2 separate regions of the Sus scrofa genome follow, and region 2 is linked to region 1. A link is a contact called in public Hi-C data. All regions are on one chromosome and are shown on one strand. Each heading gives the region's core, a stretch centred on a gene start, on an enhancer-like site or on the middle of the called end of the contact. The rest is flanking DNA. Distances are from core to core; before and after follow the strand shown. Region 1 has its middle 11 kb from the start of SLC6A19. Region 2 has its middle 19 kb from the start of NKD2.

What was found. Hi-C and Micro-C count contacts between places; a contact is called where the count stands out from the background.
Region 2: a contact with region 1 is called in a Hi-C map of liver, with 2.2 times the contacts expected there. The contact joins two enhancer-like sites. A contact is called at or near these places in 1 of 5 promoter capture datasets (liver), 8 of 47 Hi-C or Micro-C datasets (embryonic fibroblasts, fetal liver, heart right ventricle and 4 more) and 1 of 2 datasets of contacts at active chromatin or transcription factors (alveolar macrophages).

The regions. Positions count from the first base shown.
Region 1 is chr16:79,318,332-79,324,853 of Sscrofa11.1, reverse strand. No RefSeq gene overlaps it. Among named protein-coding and RNA genes, the nearest start is that of SLC6A19, 11 kb to the right of the region's middle. Within about 2 kb of position 3,718, at least 11 of the 83 cell types and tissues checked have an H3K27ac peak or open chromatin away from gene starts, as enhancers often do. A contact at or near this core is called in fetal liver and liver, where this site is marked.
Region 2 is chr16:79,436,242-79,442,192 of Sscrofa11.1, reverse strand. No RefSeq gene overlaps it. Among named protein-coding and RNA genes, the nearest start is that of NKD2, 19 kb to the right of the region's middle. Within about 2 kb of position 3,887, at least 10 of the 83 cell types and tissues checked have an H3K27ac peak or open chromatin away from gene starts, as enhancers often do. A contact at or near this core is called in fetal liver and liver, where this site is marked.

The DNA.
Region 1 (6,522 bases), core at 2,469-4,968:
CAGGTTGGGGCTCTGGGCCCACTGGTGAGGCCTGGTTCTGCCGCACGTGTTTGGGGTTCCTTTGGGGCTCCCCAGGCTGCCCTCGCGTCCCATGAGCCTGCTGCCCGCTCATCCTGTTTCCACGCGGATTCCACCAAACATTGCGGCCGTCTGCTCTCGTCTCACTTTTCTATTTCTGCCCAACAAACCCCCAGCGCTTGGCATTAAAACGGCTTCTTTCTCCCTTCATGGTCAGAGCTCAGGATGGCCTCAACAGAGGGCCCTGCTCCCTCGGCGGCTCTGGGCGTCACACCTGGGCTGGGCTGGACGGTCCAAGAAGGACTCACTTGCAAGACTGTCACCTTAGTTTTCCCTCACGCGGCCCCGCCCCTCTCCGCGTGGCATCTTGCCCAAGCTACCCGACAGCATGGCTTCCAGAAACAGGGGCGGTCCGGCTCCTGGCTGAGACGCCCGAGGCTGCACAGCCTCACCTCCTCTGCTTCCCGCTGGTCAGGGCAAGCTGCAGACCAGCCCAGGTCCAAGGGGAGACCGTGGGCCTCTGAGCTCGCTCGGTGGCAGCTGGCACCATGTGCACTGGGTGGGGGGATGCACCTGGGAAGCCCAGGGCCATGACGGAAGTGGTGGTGTCACCAGTCAAGTGTCCAGACTGGAAGCCATCTTGCAGCCCCTGCCTCCAGGTTCACTGCCGGTGTTAAACCCCAGCCAGCTGTGGCCGGGTCCCAGGACCATCTGGCCTCCCCAGCAGGAGGGGCTGGTGGCAGAGGCCAGGAAGCCATCCCAGGAGACCTGGACAGCTGGCTCCATCCCCAGGGAGGGTCCCAAGAGATGTGGAAGGCACCTTCCTCCTGCAGCCAGCCTGTGGTGTTCAGATCTCTGGGTGCTTCCAGGCGGCAGGCCTGCTGCCCCGCGTCGCCCACAGACCCTGCTCGGGGCAGAGCTCAGGCCTCTGACAGGATGCAAACAGAAAGACTGCACTTCTGTGACCCTCCCTTTGCTGCACGCAGATGCACTTTTTTTAGGGCTGCACCCGCGGCATATGGAGGTTCCCAGGCTAGGGGTCTAATCAGAGCTGTAGCTGCCGGCCTACACCACAGTCACAGCAACGCCAGATCGGAGCTGCACCAGGATTCGACCTACCCCACAGCTCACGCCAGCACCGGATGGGTCCTTAACCGGCTGAGCGAGGTCAGGGTCCAAACCCGCATCCCCATGGATACCAGCCGGGTTCCTACCACGGAGCCACACCCTGGACTCCAGCAGGTGCAATCTAACCGAATCAGAGAACCTTCTGGAAGACCCTGTCCCACACTTCATTTGCAAATGTGCCCTGAGGGTGGGAGCCCTGACATGCCTGAGGGGGTGGGGGTGGGTGGAACTTGCTGGCTCATTGGGTTTCTCTCCTCAGGGCTCAGCTTTTGTCCTGTTCCCGTAACTGGGGTCCTGGGATCTGAGACCCAGGAGCCAGAAGGGGCGCGAGGCTGCCTGCGTGGGTGGGGAAGGCCCCTGGGGCTCCAGCACATCTCCACTCAACTCGCTGGGAATCTGGGCCGTGCCAGCTCACCCATTGGTCCTGGAGCTGCCTTTTCACTCTGCCCCCCCACCAACAGGGACCACGGAGCATCCCGGCCCCTCGCAGGGTAGGGCCTGCTCACCAGCCTTCAGGACTCCCCGAGGGCCATGGCACCCAGACCCTCACGCAACCGCCCCACGGCGTGCTGGCCTGGGGCTTTCCTGGGCACCCAGGAGAGGGCCCACTCAGCAGGAGAGTGTGGGGCAGGGGCAGGCTTTGTCTTTCCTTCCTTTACGACTTCTGCCAGTGTCCCGGGTCCTGGCGAAGGGCCCAGGGCAGTTTGGCCAGATGTGTCCTCCTGGCCAGGCCCATCTTCAATTTCCATACCCCGGCAGCCCACCTTGCATGCCCGGCAAGGATTCTGCCCCTCTCCCCCCTCCGTGGGAAACAGGAAAGCCCCCCAGGGGGTGTGGGGGACCCTCACATCCACACCCACCACCCCTCCTTCCCTGGGAACCTCCCTCCCCGGCCCGGGAAGGAACTGGTTGGGGAAGGGGCGGCCGGTGGAGCTGGGGCCCCAGGCCACCTGCCTGGCCTCTGAGCAGAGCAATGATGGAGTCCTGGGCTGGGCTCCATGACCTGCCGTCCAACAAAGACGCCTCCACAGCACCCAGACGCTGGCACGAGGGATGGCACCCAGGGGGCCAACGGGGCGCCTCGGGGAGAGGGATGGTCCAGGAGGGCGGGGAGTGGGGGGGCTGCGTTCCCCGAAGCCACCCTGCGCAGAGTGCCCTCACCCCGGGTGCACTGGGGTCTGGGGAACCCAGGGGCTCCGGCCCTCCGCCCCGCCTCCCAGGACAATGACCCCCACAAGGACAGCCCGGGCTCCTCTGAGCTTTTCCCACCAGGGCAGCTGGCTCAGAGCAGAGCCTCCTTTGAGAACCGCCCCCCCCAGTCAGGAGGAAATCCCATGCCCCCCCCCCTTCCTGACTCGACTGGTCCCTTTGCCCCTTCCCACCCTGCTCACCTGCCCGGGCACAATGGGGCGGGGGGTGGGGGGCCCACGTGCAAGGGGCTTGTCCTGTCAGCACTTGGGACAGGAGTGTGGGGCAGGGGGTCAGGGCCATCGGGGCCAAGGTGTGCGGGCCACCTGGGGTCCTCCTGGACTGTCCAGTCTTGCCCTTTGGGGGGCAGAGGCCCAGGGCCATCGGGCCAAGGTTTGCCGTTTTCCTGAGCTGAGGCCGGCAGGCAAGGCTGGGCTCTGAGCCGTGGCGACTTGGGGTCTGTGATGGGGCCAGGCCTCGTCCTGGGCCAAGGTGACCAGAGGGAAAGGACACAGGGCTGACCCCAGGCAGAGTCCCCGGGGCCAGGGAGAGCAGGCCACAGCTGTCCCTGCATTGGAGGGGGGGAGGGGACAGAGGCCGGGGGGGGCCTGGCTTGTTCCACCGGAGGTGGGGCGTTGTATAGAGATGGGGGCTGGGGCTGCTGACCCCAGAGTGAGGTGGTCCTACCTACTCAGGTGAGCTGAGCTTGTGGGGAAGGGGCTTCCCGGAGGCCACTCCTCTCCCAGCCCCATGGACTTCGGTGTGGGGGCCATCCTGCCCCCCAGCCACCCCTGAGCCTGCCCCTCCCCAGCCCAGCCCCGCCTCCTTCCTGCGACATTCGACCTCTGACCCGGCCGCTCCTCTGAAGACTCTGCCCCTCCCCGCCCTCCTGGACACTTTTGCCGGCCTCTCACGTGTTCGGCGCTGACTCAGGTACTGCCCACCTCTGTGACCTTTGCCCTCTGAACCTTGGCCACTGTCGAAGGCCACACCCGGCCCGTGTCCAGCCTGGAGTGCCTGGTCCCTGCACCAGTGCCTGCGGATCCCCCAGCCCAGCCTGGCCGATCCTGCAGCCCTGGGCCCCGCAGCTCTCACCTGTCCTCCTGCTCTAGAACCTTCTCCCAAGCACTACCTCCAAGGTTCCTGAGTCCACTCTGGGCGGCCCCATGTCCTGGTGGGGTTGGGGCCTCTCTGACCCGCAGGGGGGTCCCCAGAGCTTGGTGTCCTTCCCCGCTTCAGGCTCTCAACGACGCCCGCACCCCTGACATCCTGCCTGGCCGCCCCCGACCACCTGCGGAGGTTCAGGAATGGAGTCCAGATCCTGGAGCCCAGTCCCCGGGGGGTGGGGGGGGTGCTCCCCTGGCTCCGCCCTTCCTGGCCCCGCCCCTCCCCAGTGGGGCTGCAGGTGAGCTGAAGACACCTGAGCCTCAGCTCCTTTTCAGCACCCCCTTCCCGGCCGGGGCAGCACTTCTGAAGGAATTAACTTCCCTTTACATGAAATCTTACGAAACCAGCACAGTTTAAGTCCTGAAAACGGTCTGCTCAGGACTTCTTTCCCTTTCTTACTCCTTCCATTCGCTTCTCTCTTAAGACGCACTCCTGATGTCCAAGTCCCCGAAGGTGGCCCTCCAGTGGCTGCAGTGGGTCACCTCCCTCTCCTCCCACACCTGTGTGCCCGGCGGCTGCACCTCAGGTGGGGCTGGCACTTGGGGCGGGGTCTCCGCCGCCCACCCTCCCTCGTTCCTCTCGATGTCAACCCCAGGGCCTCTCAGGGTCCCGAGGGGTGCACCTGCAGACGCCACCCTTGCTGGGCTCCCGTGCTCCCTCCCAGGTGGGGTCTCCCTCCGCCCTGCCCCATCACTCCCCCGCTACAGCCAGCATTGACTCCGATCCAGGGACGCAGGGGCCCCCAGCCTGCCCGCACTGCTGGCCTGACCCCTGCCTGCCTCTCTCCCAACTCCCTTGGTCATCCTTGAAAGTGGGAGCCCCGGAGCTCCTCCCTCTTTTGCCCCCCCCCCCCCGTGGCCTGTGTCCAGTGGCACCTCGCGGAGCAGGTGCTAGGGAAGTGCCTAGTCTGGTCTGCTCCTGATGGGCCATCCACCCCTGCCACTGCGTTGAAGGCCATCAGTGACCACTCAGCCAGGTGGACCATGGGTGACAGAGCAGCACAAACGCCAGCCCCTTTGTTTGGCTGTGCTGGAGGCCTTGGGAGCAAGAGCCCAGGAAGAGCCGCTGTGGCCGCCGTCACCGCAGCCTCCCGCGGGATCATGCAGAAAGGGCTCCAGAATGGTTGGTGGTGGTGGACCCTGTATTTTGTTTTCACGATAAAAATGTTCCCCTAAACTGCATTCCCTTCCCAGCACCTGACTTGAGGTACAGCTGCACCAGCGCCCGCTCTGCCTGTCAAAGGCCAACAACACGCCTCCGGCCACAGCTGTCCCCGTAACGAGGACACCTGCTCCCGTGCAGCTGCTCCGGCCCAGGACTGGGCCTGGGCACAAAGGCACAACTGCCAGGCCTGGGCGCCCCTCCGTGCAGACCCCCTGCCCTGCTCCGCACACCTAAGTTCTCCTCAATAGTTACATAAGGAGCCGTCCTGGGGGTCCCAGCCCCCCTTCCCCACTAGGGAGGCAGAGCTCATTGCAAGGCCTGGGGAAGGGCTCTGAGCCTGGCGGGGGCGGGACTGGGATGCAGGAAGCGGCTGACTTGGGGAGGTGGCAGGTGCAGGGGCCTGAAGGCTCTGGAACTGGTCTGGGGTGAGCTAGGGAGAGGCAGGAAGAGAGTTGAGGGGCCAGAAGATGTGGGGACGAGGGACCTGACTGGGGAAGTGGGGGTGACCTGTGGGGTGTCTCGTGGGGACCCTCAAAAGGGCCACAGGTGTAAAGGTGGAGTCCCTGGCAGTCCTGCCCGCCCCGGCCCTGCCCACGCCCAAAGGGTTTCTCCGCAGGGCCTTTTGGAAAAGTACTGGCCTGGGGGCCGCTGAGAGGGCATTTCCTCAGGTTGATGGTTAATCCCCAGCGGCCTGAAAACAATTTGACCGGTTTCTGGGAATGCCTTGAGCAGGGCAGCTGGCGGCCCCTCTGCCCCTGCCCCTCTCAGGAACCCAGCCTTTGCTGGGGAGGGCGGCGCAGGCTGCCCCTCTGCTCCGAAGCCCTGGGGTCACGTGGAAGACGTGCCCCCCCATTGCACTCTCTCCAGACCGCGGACCCCTGCACTCATGATCTGCCCAGGTCTCCGCGCTGCAGAGGGCAGCGCGGAGACCTCATCTGCAGACGGAGGCTGTCCTTGACCCCAGTGCAGCCCCTACGAGAGGCCAGTGAAGTCCTTGCCCCGGGTGGGAGCACAGGCAGGTGGGGGCTGGCAGAGGGACCTGGGGCGCCCGCAGGGGTCCCTCTCCACCCGCAGCCTGGCAGGGCGTTCAGCTGCCTCATCTGTGCAGCAGGCAGTAGGGGGGCAGGCGGGGGCGGGGGTGCCGGGCCGAGGACCCGCCCACCCCATCTCCTCCCCTCTCCCCCCAACTTCCCACAACATCCTGTCGGAGTTTCATCTGAACAGAGGTCCAGGAGCTGGCTGAAGATGTGGCGCCCCCAGAGCGGCTGGAAATTCCTCCTGGAAATTCGGTCGGCAGCCTGTGGCTTCCCAGGGCTTGGTGGGGATCCCTGCCTGGTTCGCTGTGTCGTCTCAGAGTCCAGCCTGCCACAAGGCCACACAGGAAGGACTCCCCGCCCCTGTCTCAGCCCCCAATCCCGTGTGGCTTGTGCCCTCTCCGTTCCCCCCGGCCCCCCAGTTCTAGTGTCCTGCTGACCGATGTCCGTCCCCTCCGTGGGCCGTGGCCACTCGGCTCCTGAGCCACGCTCTGCAGCTCGCCCCCTTCTTCACACTGCTGCTTCAACAGCCATCCGGGCCTCTGACCATCCGGCCTGGCCTCCACTTCCAAGCCCCTTGTGCCTCCTACAGCGCCTGAGTCCAGCTTCTCTCCTCCTTGTGGCGCTGGTCCCGTCAAGTCAAGGGGTCCTCTGGCTGGGGTGTCCCGGAGACTCCCAAGTCCATGGGCGGCCATTCCACGCCTCACCCCATCCAGCGGCTGAGTCTCTCCCATGAGTCTGGGCCCCAGGGTTGAACCAAAGCTCAGAGGTTCTGCCCAGGCTGCTGGCTATGAGGGGAGGGAGGGGACTCGGGGGGAGCCCA
Region 2 (5,951 bases), core at 2,638-5,137, 120 kb before region 1:
CTCTGATGTGGCTGGGAATGTCCACATGCTGTGGGTACAGCCCAGTAAAAACAAACGATACATATGTATACATATGTATCGTTTGTTTTTAAATGTAGTTATACATATCTGGTTTTTTATGTTTATATGTATATATTGTTTTTTATATACACACACAATCACTTTTCAAATTTTTGTATGCCGATTTTTCCTCCATAAAGTTGTAAGAAAATTTTAAGACGAATCTTAACAGGCAGATTAGACAGAGGAGAGCGGGCCGGGAAGCCGGACTGAGAGGCCGAGAAAACACTTGGGCTGAAGAACAGAGGGAAAAAGAGAACGTGCACAGTCATTGTCATTTAACAGATGAAGACGCGATGGCAACGTGGGACGCCGGGCGTGTGTTTCGAGCCCCGGAGAGAGTGCGGACGCAGGGCCAACGCCAAGGTCAGCACGAGAAAGCCGTGTGTCGAGAGGCCACAGGAAACCTGCTGAACACCAAGGACAGGGGCCGTATTTAGAGGTCAGAGGAGAGCAGAAATATCACTTCAAAAGGAGCCACAACATGGTGGAGCCCAGAGAAGAACAGACGGGCGTCTTCGTGGGGCTGAGGATGTGAGCACGACCAGACTTCCTGCCTGTGTGGGCAGTGGTGGTGGAGGGGGCACCGTCCACCCTGAAAGCCAGAGAGGCACCACTGCCAGGACGGGTGCCAACAGGGCACCAGGTGGCTTACTCAGGCAGGGGGCATGTCCTGGGTGGAGGCCCCAGAGGGGCGCAGCGGGCGTGGAGCCACGGAGGGGCCGACCCGTCGCAAATCCCAGTGCAGGTGGACGCTGTGCAGCTGCGGGGCCTGTGGGACACGAGCTGCGGCCCACGGGACACACGCCACACGAGGGGCCGGCGCGGCGGCCGTCGTCTGGCCTCTAAGGTCAAGGCCTTCCCGGTGCTGCACAGACCATCCACCAGGCGGGGCCGTGCATCTGTGCACACCAGCAAAGCCCAAGAGGGGACGTCAGAGTTTACAGGACAAAGTCCTGGCAGCGGCCCTCAGCAGGACTTAGCAGCTGGTGACAAACGGCCAGAAGATATTTACATAATTGATACACGCAGAACAGCGATTCATTGCCTAAAACACCAGGCAGAACCCGTAACTGACGCGGCAGCAAGCGGGTCATAGAGCAAAAGACGCCACAGGACTGGAGGTTCTGCGCGCCTGGGGCCGATTTTCTCCGACCACCGAGGACCCGCAGAAACACGACTTAAGAAACCGCCGGGAGTTCCCGTCATGCTCAGTGGTTAACGCACCTGACTAGTAACCATGAGGTTTCGGATTCGACTCCTGGCCTCCTCAGCGGATTAAGGATCCAGTGTTGCCCTGAGCTGTGGTGTAGGTCGCAGACGCAGCTCGGGTTCCGCGTGGCTCTGGCCGTGGCCGTGGCCGGCAGCTATAGCTCAGATTCAGTCCCTAGCCTGGGAACCTCCATATGCCGTGGGTGTGGCCCTAAAAAGACAAAAGACCAAAAAAAAAAAAAAAAAAAGAGAGAGAAAAAGAAGGAAACCACCAGTGTTGGGAAATTAAGCAATAAACTTTTAGATAAACCCCGGGTCCAAAAATAAATCACAGCGGAACTGAGAAACTTTTGAATAGAATGATAAAAAATGACAAATTTAAACTTGTGGGAAGTTTAAACCCTTAAATGAGTATTTAAGGGAAAAGACTGAGGACCAATGAGCTTTTCCATTTTTTTTTTTAGTACCTTACCTGCGGCACATGGAGGCTCCCAGGCTAGGGGTCCAGCTGGAGCTGCAGCTGCCCACCTACACCACAGCCACAGCCACATCAGAACTCAGCCTCCTCTGTGACCTACACCACAGCCACAGCAACGCCAGGTCCAAGCCTCGACTGCAATCCACACCACAGCTCACGGCAACACCGGATCCTTAACCCACTGAGCGAGGCCGGGGATCAAACCCACATCCTCATGGGTACTAGTTGAGTTTGTTAACCTCTGAGGCTCGCAGGGAGCTCCTGAAGACCTAATTACTGATCTTAGGAAATTAAAGAAGAGCAAATTAAGCCACTGAAAAGTGGTAGGAAAGACAGAAGACAGGCAAGGATGGAAGCTGAGCAAATAGAGACCTCCCGGTAAAGCACGGTTTTTAAAAGTCGGCTCTTTGGAAAGACTGAGCACACCGACAAAACCCTGGCAGAAGCCAACTGATGGAGAAAAAGCCCGAATTACTAATGCTGAAAATAGAAAGTGGTGCAGCTCCCTGGTGGCCTCGCTGTTAAGAATACGGCGCCGCCACTGCTGCGGCACAGGTGTGATCCCTGGCCCAGGAACTTCCACATGCCGTGGGAGCGGCCAAAGTTAAAGAATTAGCAAGTGAAAAATGACTTTCTATGGGACAGTTAAGGCCTGAAGAGAGTACTTTGTAACCCTTTTCTCCCGTTTGATTTGAAAACACAAAGGAAATGGATGAATTCCTCAATAAACACAAATTTCCAAAACTCAGGCAGGAAAAAAAGGAGGAATGGGAGTCACTTAAGGAGATGAAGCCGTCGGAGCTCCTGTCGTCGGGGCGCAGGGGAAACGAATCCGACTGGGATCCATGAAGTTGCGGGTACGATCCCTGGCCTCGCTCAGGGGTGTAGGTCGCAGATGGGGCTCGCACCCCTCTTGCTGTGGCTGTGGAGCAGTCCAGCAGCTGTAGCTCCAATTAGACCCCTAGCCTGGGGACCTCCATATGCCGTGGGTGTGGCCCTAAAAGGACAAAAGACAAAAAAAAAAATAAATAAATAAAAGGGAAATGAAGCTGTAATTACAACGCTCCTGCAGGAGCTCCCCCTGTGGCCCAGTGGGTTAGGAATCGACTGCAGCGGCTCCCATGTCCCTGCGGAGGGCAGCTCAGGTTCAAGGCTCGGGAGCCTGCGGCCGGCAGAGGGACGTTACTCCCTCAGGGCTGCCGGGGCCCTGACAGCAGGAGCCGGTTCCCGGACACCGTCGTCGGGGCCCCGCGCCTGGCAGGCACTGGGTAAGCGTGGGGAGAGGGCAGCTGAGCGGCCGCTTGGGCCCTGGCGGCTCGGGGCAGGTTGGCAGCCCCGCCGGCCTTTCTGCGGGTGGCGTCGCCCACGGCGAGGGTGACCCGCCAGAGGAGGGTCGCGGTGACAGTGAGTGCGTCCGTTTCCTCGAAGACGCGGTGGCCGCGCTGCCTCCGGGGTGGCCGAGGAGGGTCTCGGAGCAAGACGGGCACCTCCCGGACGCTGGTGAGACGGGAGACACGGGTCCGAGCGGCAGCGAAGGAGGTGGTTGAGACAGAAAGTCGGGGCCATGGTGGCATCAGAACCCCTGAGAGCTCAGGCCGTGGCTCAGCCGCCGGCCCGCGACCCCCGGGCCCGTTTCCACCTTGAGCGACGCGAGGCGCTGTGTCACCGAGACGCTGGCGGAGAATGACCCCCGGCCGGAGCTGGAGCGGAAGGGCCACGTCCCAGAAGGCCGGCCCTGTGGTCCGTTCTTGGCAGAGGCCGCGGCCTGAGGGCCTGGAACTTGGCGGCTTCTGACCCTTCTGGGCCACCAGGGTCGCGGGGAGAGACGCGCGCGAGTGTGTGTGGCTGTGTGTGCTCCGTCACTACAGGGCCCTCGTGCGGGGCCAGTTACTGATTCTCAGCAGGTCCGCAGGGCGCCCATCAAAAGCCGTCTTTGCGCATTGAACCCGCGGCTCGTCTTGCTGACCACCCCGTGTCTGGCTCTGCTCCCCGTGTCCCCGGCGCGGGAGGGGGCGCTCGGCCGCAGGGAGGCCCTGAGCTGACGCTGCTGGCAGGTGCCCAGCATGGAGAAGGGGCTGCTCTCAGAACCGCCGCACGGCAGACGTCCCGCAGCCTCCCCTCGAGGGACCGGTCCTCGCCGTCGGCGCCTGCGCACCCCTCGCTAGGACAGTGACCGCGGCCGCCCTCCGGGCACAGCTCCGCGCCGTGACTGCGGGGGGAGGGGGCCAGCCCTCGTTCCAAAGGGTTTCGCAAGCCGTTTCTCAACATCCGACTCGGAGCCACTGGTCGGGTTTCAAATCTGAACTGGAAACAGATTTGTTTTCTCTGCTTTGATGAGGTTCTGCTGTTTTTCAGGGCTTTGAAGTTTATTTATTGTCCTTAAATTGCATTCATTATTTTTGAAGTTTGTACTTGGGTTCACGACTTTAAGGCTTTGCGAAGGGCGTAGCATGTGCCCAGATTCAAATGACTCCACGGAACAGGTCCAACAGTCGCTTTAACTGGCAGCAGAATGTGGCACCCACTTGTTACAAACTTTCTCGCTATGGTTTAGAAGGAATTTAACTTCCCTGAAGTTGGAATTCGAACCCTCACCCGTGGCTGGACGTGTGGCGCGAGGAGAACGTTTGCTTCATAACTTGAAACAAGAACCTGCATCTTCACGTTGCCCCCACACGAGGGCACAGGACTGGTGGGACCCTGACGAGTGCCACACGGCCTTGGGGACCAGCCACAGCTCTGCGGTCCAGCCGGGGTTTGGGGGAGCACGGGATCCAGGACAGCAGTGATGAAGGCACCCCCCCCCGCAGACCCCCCCACCCGTGGGAGCTGGGGCAGAGCCCAGACCCCCGGCCCCGGGCCTCACAGAACAGCCAGCGTCCCCGACTCAATCCCCTGTCTTTCCTTCTTTGTCCCCCATCTCAGCCATTTCTGGGGCCCCCGTGGTGGGAGCACCTCCTCCAGGCTCTGGGGCTGCAGCAGTGAGGTGGGGTCCCGCCTTCAGAAGGGCCTTCCCCACAGGGACACGCCGAGCGCAGACCGTGGATCCAAGGAGGGCGCGGGTAAGGTGACCCCACCAGGCAGACAGGGCCTCCGACCCGGGGACGGAGCGGGAGGTGGCCCCAGGAAGCGGAAGGGGTCTGAGAGTCCAGGGATGGACAGGAGGGGCCTTCTCAGTCACCTCCGCCCAGGGCACTGGCCCTGCCCTGGCCCGGGGTCAGCCGCCTGGCCAGGCTGCCCGCTGGGAGTGTGTCTGTGCCTGCAGTGTCCACGCGGCAGCCGTGGAGGCAGAGGACAGGACGGGTGGTGCGTCCGGGTGCAACCTGAACTGAAACCCATGGTGCGGGACCAGGCCGTGGGCTCAGGCGGAGACCCCTGGCCTGGGGCTGGACGGCAGGGCGCGGGCTCTGTTTCTGCAGGGCAGCACGTGTTCATCTGTTAGTGGGGGCCTGCAGCTCAGTTCTACGGATCCCTTGGCCCCTTGGAGGCTGTGCGATGGGGGCACGGGAGGCTGTGGCCAGCGCCCAGGGCAGCGGATGGGGCCTGGAAGGGGGATCCGGTGGGGGCGTTGGAAGGAGAGCTGGGCACTGATGGCTCAGGGGAGGGACGGGACAGGATGAGCTGGGGTTTTGTCTGGAGCCCCTAGAGGAGGAGGTGCTGGCCGTGAGAGCGGGGACGAGCGATGGGGCTCACGCTGGGTGGGCTGCTGGAGGGAGGGGCGCCCAGGCTGGCACCCTGGAGAGGAGCCAAGGCTGTCTCGTGCCCAGGGACCAGGAGATGGCGCCTCTCCTGAGACACAGCCCGGGAGCCCAGTACAAAGCCCTGGGCGCCTGGACTCCGAGGCCGAGGCCAGGAGGAGTGGTCAGTGGGGGAAGGGACCTTGGAGGGGCATCCAGCGCACATGGGGGTGGGGGGGGGCGCCCAGCTTCGCAGAGATCGCTGACTTTCCAGCATTGCTGGGATTCCCATCTGCCCCAGCTTTCCTGTCATTTTTCTTTTTGCCTTTATTCCCATTGAGAGCAAAGGCGCGGCCAGACCAGGGCCTCTGGTCTCCACATCTCTCAGCACTACCGAGGGTTTTTGTTCTGGGGTCGTGGGCATATGTGTAGGTGTTTCTTTTCTTTGGTCTTAGTTTTTTCTTAAGACAACAATAAACCTTATAAAGATATAGTTTTAATCTTTCTTTTTTTTCCTCCTTGTA